Regions from separate parts of the Rattus norvegicus genome. Here region 1 is linked to region 2. A link is a contact called in public Hi-C data. All regions are on one chromosome and are shown on one strand. The core of a region is the stretch at or near the end of the contact, and the rest is flanking DNA. Distances in the headings are between cores, read along the strand shown. Region 1 overlaps Ptgis (prostaglandin I2 synthase). Region 2 has its middle 12 kb from the start of Snord12.

What was found. A called contact is a pair of places that touch in the nucleus more often than the background predicts.
Region 1: a contact with region 2 is called in a Hi-C map of psoas muscle, with 6 times the contacts expected there. The contact joins two enhancer-like sites. A contact is called at or near these places in 9 of 12 Hi-C or Micro-C datasets (the A7r5 cell line, Schwann cells, frontal cortex and 5 more) and 1 of 1 datasets of contacts at active chromatin or transcription factors (oligodendrocytes).

Annotation. Positions count from the first base shown.
Region 1 is chr3:176,354,837-176,357,877 of GRCr8, reverse strand. The region is part of intron 6 of Ptgis (prostaglandin I2 synthase); the gene reads left to right. Among named protein-coding and RNA genes, the nearest start is that of Kcnb1, 24 kb to the right of the region's middle. Within about 2 kb of position 1,322, at least 4 of the 93 cell types and tissues checked have an H3K27ac peak or open chromatin away from gene starts, as enhancers often do.
Region 2 is chr3:176,223,335-176,226,125 of GRCr8, reverse strand. No RefSeq gene overlaps it. Among named protein-coding and RNA genes, the nearest start is that of Snord12, 12 kb to the right of the region's middle. Within about 2 kb of position 1,480, at least 69 of the 93 cell types and tissues checked have an H3K27ac peak or open chromatin away from gene starts, as enhancers often do.

The sequences.
Region 1 (3,041 bases), core at 73-2,572, 130 kb before region 2:
GTGGGAAAGCCACGGCGGTGTGGGCTCTGGTCACAGTGAATACAGTCAATGCTCACCTCCTCTGTCCCCTGACACAGTGCAGAGCCTAGGAGTGGAGCCACCCAGGGAGTGGTTCCCATCTTGGTTAAGGCAAGATTATCCTCACAAGCGTGCTGAGAGGCTAGTCTTCCAGGGGATTCTAGAACTCAAGCTGACAACTGAGAACCATTGTAGCCACTTAAGGCTTATCCTGCTGGGCCTCTGCGTCAGCATCCGTGTGGTACCTGGCCATTTTGCACCTTCAGTGTCCATTCGTCTGGTGCTTGTTCTGTTCTTCTCACTGCTTTCTATGACCTTGGCATTTTTTACTTTTGCTTTTGTAGAGTGTAGACCCATGATTCTGAGAATTACTGCAAAGCTCCTTCAAGTTCCTCAGTCCTTCTGGGAATGCTTGTGTTTCAGAGAGGCTGGGGCAGGGAGCTGTTGTCCAGGATGCATGCTCAATGGCTGGGGAAGTCAATGTGTGGTAGCAAACAGGGCTGAGATTAGTGCTGTCCTAGGAGTCACAGCTAGAGGCTTAGGGAGGCCTCTCCCTGAGTTGTTTGCACTGTTCCTGTATGTCGAGAAAGCTAGCTTCAGAGATCTGGGAATTTGGAAATATTCTAGGCAGGGGGTCAGCAAGAGCAAAGTCTTAGGATTGGAGCTTGCCAAGGAATCTGGCTACCACAAGGGGTTGAGCCTGGGGAGCCCCCAAAGAAAAAATAAGTAATGACTCCGGGGGGTGGGGCTGGAAGAGTTCTGAGATTATTATCTTTTTTTAGAGACTGTTTATCATGAAGATTTGTGTGTGTGTGTGTGTGTGTGTGTGTGTGTGTGTGTGTGTGTGTGTAGCACATGTATGTGTATACATGCACCACCTGGTGCCTAGGAGGCCAGTAGAGGGCACCAGATCTCCTGGAACTGGAGTTAACATACATGTTTGTGAGAGCAGTTGCATGCAGATGTTGGAAATTGAACTCGGGTCCTCTGAAGATGTGTTCTTAACCTCTGAGCCACCTCTCCATCTCTCTAGCATTAGTTTCTGAGATCTTAAGGTTCCCTTCTGGACAGGAGCAGGTCACCAGTGTGCAGGCAATGTTGGCGGGGATTGGAGAGTCAGATACATGTGGGGAACTAAGATGGCAACCAGTGACTTTGGTCACAGAGCCAGTGCTGACCTGAGGAAAGGAGCAGTTGCTTGGATGCTGTGAATCTGAGGCCCGGTTACTGCTCTCTCCCTGCCCAGCCCTTTGCTTTCTCTTGGCCCTGCTTGGCAGTGACTGGTGTCCCTGGGTGATTCCTCTCCATCGACTGACAACTTATTTTTAGTGTCCTCAGAGCTATTAACTGTCCTGCAGGCCAAGGCTGGCAGAGGCAGGGCAGGTCTTAATCAGCAGTTGGCCCTATGCGTGCCTGATAACATATTTATGGGCTAAGAGGACAGGGTGCTCCAAAGTGTCCTCAGAGCCCCTTGTACAAATGACCTCTGTGCGCAGATTGGGAAGGTGGCCAGGCACTGGAGAAGCAGATCCCGGCGATGGCCTTGGGCAGGGCTAAGAAGGAACAGGTCTTCCCAGCAGAGGGGTCTGGAGGACGCTGGGTGGTGAGAGCAGGGCAAAGGCTGGATGGTCCAGCAGCTCTGGACACAGCTGTGGGCCCGTCTACCTGGGTGTGAAGTGGCTGTCACCTTCTAGCAAGTCGCTGCACACGGCGCTACCTCAGTTTACCCACCTCTACGATAGCTGTGCAGCTCCTTCCTCAGGGTGTTGTGGGACGGCGAAAGGAGCTTTGGACCCACACCCTGCACGTAACAAGGGTTCACCTGGTGTTTCAACAGAGATCTATTGTATGCAACTGCCACCTTGGCTCTTGGGAGGCAGAGGCAGGAGGATCGAAAGTTCAAGGTCACCTGCTCCTCTCTAGAGAGTTTGGGGCTAGCCTGGGATACATTAGATCTTATCTCCAAAAACTAATCAACAGACACGAGTTCAAGTCCCGAATGTGCATGACCTTACTCTAGAAACCATATACACAAGGCTGGAGTGGGGGTTGGGGGGACAGATCCAAGTTCTCATCTAAACAACAGGCCACACTACGGTGCTGCATGGAGTCCTAAAGGGCACCCACCTCACTTGGAATGAAGCCCCTCCTGCCCACAGGGTCTCAAGGGCTTCTGTGACACTTTAAGACTCTGTGCAGCACCATAGTGTGGCCTGTTGTGCTTTCGAGGGAAGTGGAGGCAGAGGAATTGAAGTCTCTAGGTCAGAGAAGGTGGGGTGGAGGGGAAGGGAGAGGGGTTGGGTTCTGGAGTCTCTTGTAGTACTGATGTGCAGGACTGGGAGCCAGGATCGGTCAGCTTCCAGTCTGAGCCTGGCTAGGGAAAATGTTGGGAGGAGAAATCAAGGCAGAAGGTTGGGGTTTGGTCACATGAGATGCAGATGTTCTCGAGTTCAGGGTCAAAACATAGGTCAGAAACAAACCTATGGGACCCAACGGGGAACACACCTTTAATGCTAGCACTTTGGGGCTATAGACAGGTGAATCTAAGTGGGTTCGAGGCCAGTCTGCTCTTCATATCAAGTTCTAAGTTAGCCAGGGCTACAGAGAGAACTTACTTTGAAAAACAAAAGAAAGTGGGAGGGAAAAAAAAAGCCACGGATTTGAAAGAGAGAAAGGGAGGAAAGGGAAGAAGGGAAATGATGCAATTTATAAGCTCAAAAAGTGAAAGAAATTTAAAAAGACAAAAGAATAAAAGAAAGTCAAGCGGGTTAAAAGGCACATGCACGAGATCACATAGCTCGAGGGAGTGGCTGGGAATGACTCCATTTGCAAAGTGCTTGTCCCTCACCTAAGAGCCGAGAACCCACCTTAGAAAGGTTAGAAAGAGAAAGCACAGGCGGGCGTGAAGGCACACATTTGTCATCACAGTTGGTGTGACAAGACAGCCAGGTCCCTGGGGTTTGCTGGCCAGCAGCCTACCCTACCTGCCAAGTGCCAGGCCAGTGAGAGACACTGTCTTACAA
Region 2 (2,791 bases), core at 231-2,730:
TCATACACACACGCAAACAAAGTTTAAAAATGTAATTTCAAAAACTTTAAAGGAGGAACGGCCCTTGTTAGAGGTCACATGACTATTGCCTGGCCAAGCTGAACCCAGCCCATGGCCGCAACCACCAGCTGATGTACTTTAATGACAGAGTACGGTGACCGAGAGCCCCCAGGAATGGGAACAGGGTGGGCCATACGAAAAAGTAAATTGGCCACAGCAAGGTGTTTAGATTTTTTTTTTTCAAAACAAGCCATGCCTTTTCCAAGAACTGATTTTAAAATACTGACTATGGCTGGATATGATCCTAGTACCCAGGAGGCTTAGACATGTGTGTTGCCATGAGAGAATTGCTAGCCTGTGTTAAAGTGAGTTCTGGGCCAGCCTGGGCTACTGAGCAAGACTCTACCTCAAAAAAAAAAAAAAAAAGTCAATCGATCAGTTATCTAAAATAAAGTGTTGATTCTAGGGTCATTTTGCTCTGTGGCAGTCAGCTGAGGTGCGTTAGGTGTTCTGAGCTGGGGCCTGTCCACACAGCCAGCTCTGCTCCAACAGGGCCACCCACCTCCTCAACTTATGAATCTACTAGAGGGGAGAGGAAAATGGCCACAAGCCTAGTACCCACTTGGTATCAGAAAAGCTTTACAAAACAGCTGGTTCTTGTCACCGTTCACCTCAGACCCTGGAGCCTGACCTCACCCATCACCCTGGGCAGAGCCCTGGATGAGAATCCGAGGCTTCCTTTTCTTTGCTCTTTTACAGAGCGTAGGCCGGTGACCCGGGTCATGGAAATCGGGACTTGTGGAGCAAGGTCAGTTGGAGAGAGCAAGGGATGTAACAGGAGAAAAAGGGAGAGAGAGGGAGGCGAGGCAGAGGCTCTGGGCCTGCTTCCCAGACCCAGGCTGCACGCAGGTGTCTGCCAATACTGCCTGGAATCTGGGGAGGGCGCACCCTGGAGAGAAGCCTGTGGCATCTTTGAGTCACGGTGCCAAATGCCTAGGCCTGGTTCCTCTCCCGGCGATCCAATTACTAAATGCAGTCGCATTCTTGAAAAAAAAAATGTCTTTCCTCTTATGTAATGCGGCCGTGACAAACGCCGAGCAGATGGTGCAGAGACAGGCTTCCCGCAACCCTATCCTTCCAAATTAATGTATGGGCATTTAAATGAGCCCAGGAACACAGGAGGGGCAGGCCACTTAAGGGGCTGGCAAGGTTTCCACCTCAACGGTTGAGGGCCCGAGTTGGGGTTGAGTTCAATGTAAACACTGGTTAGAACACATCCGGTTTGGACCCCCTGGGGATCATCGTGGGCCTCCCCAACACTGGAAAAGGAGGTGCCTTCTCTTCTTCATGTCATCCCCCTCCCCAAACTTTTACATTGTCTTTGAGAATGTGGACGTCTCTCCCTGCCTCCCGTGGGGAAATGGTTTAGTCACAAACTGTGTCAGCTGCTGGCAGCCAAACTCTCCTCCCCCTCCCCCCCAGCCTTCCTTCCTCAGGGATGAGATCATGCCGTTCGGAGGCGGTTTTAGCCGAAGAACACTAGGGATGTGCAAAGCGGTCCTCAGAAACCTCCTTCCTCATCACAGGCTGTACCCTGTGGGATGGGCAGAGATCGGAGGCCAGGTGCAGGTCCCAGGATCATCCTAGGGCCATACTCCCAGCCCCCAGCTCAGACCTGACACACTGGGATGCCGGACTACTGGGTCGCTGGCCTTAGGAGTTTAGAACTGGGAGAGTTCTGAGATTGTCTCTGTTCTGATGGGGAAACTGAGGCTCAGAGAAGGAGAGCAGCCTGCTCAGGCTCAAATAGACAGGTATGCCGGAGCTAGGAGGGAGGCTGGTGATCCCACTGCTCTCCCTGAAGCTGCCATTGCCTGGAACCTGTCCATCCACCATCCATCCCCTCTGCTTCTGGTGGAAGGATCCTGAATCTCTACTGGGAATCAAACCTTCCCCACCCTTGGGACAGGTGGTTCAAATAAAATTAACCCCCCCGCCCCCACTCATCCAAGGGCACCCACCTGACTCAGTCCTAACCAATCAGAGCAGTTCATTCCTCCCTCCTACCCAACTCCTTCAGGTTGGTAAGCGATCAGCCCCGGGGAGGGGGGGACATTCACTTCCCATTTAATTGGGGTGATTAAAATGAAGCCACCCTTCCTGTGCTCTCAGCTGGAGGGAACAAGACCCAGGACTGGTGGCAACCACCTCTGCCACTGTCAGAAGGTGACTACCCAAGAATGAAAGGCACACAGGGAGCTCATGGCCAAAGGGAAGTGATATGGCAGGCTTTGACTGGAAGAATCCCCTGAGCGAGCTGGACAGAGATGGCTGGACTCCTCGGATTAGCACATTCTCCCTTCTGCTGAAGTCGGTTGAGTTCTGTCACTCGTCCTGCAAAATGGGGGTACAGCTATGGAACAAGGCTCCAAAACAGGGTGCTGGGGGACCCTCTCCCCATCCCCAGAATGTCCCCCAACTCCCTGTCACACAGCACCATACACCTTAAAGGCAGTACCCATGGGGAGAGCACCCGACTGGTGGCTCATGGCCATTTCGTGTACCCCTGTTTCCTGCTTGGTCAAGAGCACAGGAAAGTCATTTTCAAAACTCAGTTCCATCCAACATCCTCTGCCCTGCCTGAGGGTGTACACAACACACCCTGCCATGTTCCTGGGCCTGGCTCGAGTGCTCTCTCTCTCTCTCTCTCTCTCTCTCTCTCTCTCTCTCTCTCCTCTTTTTTTTTCTGTTTGTACTGTGGTTTTCCTTTCCTTTGTGGCATAACTCCATA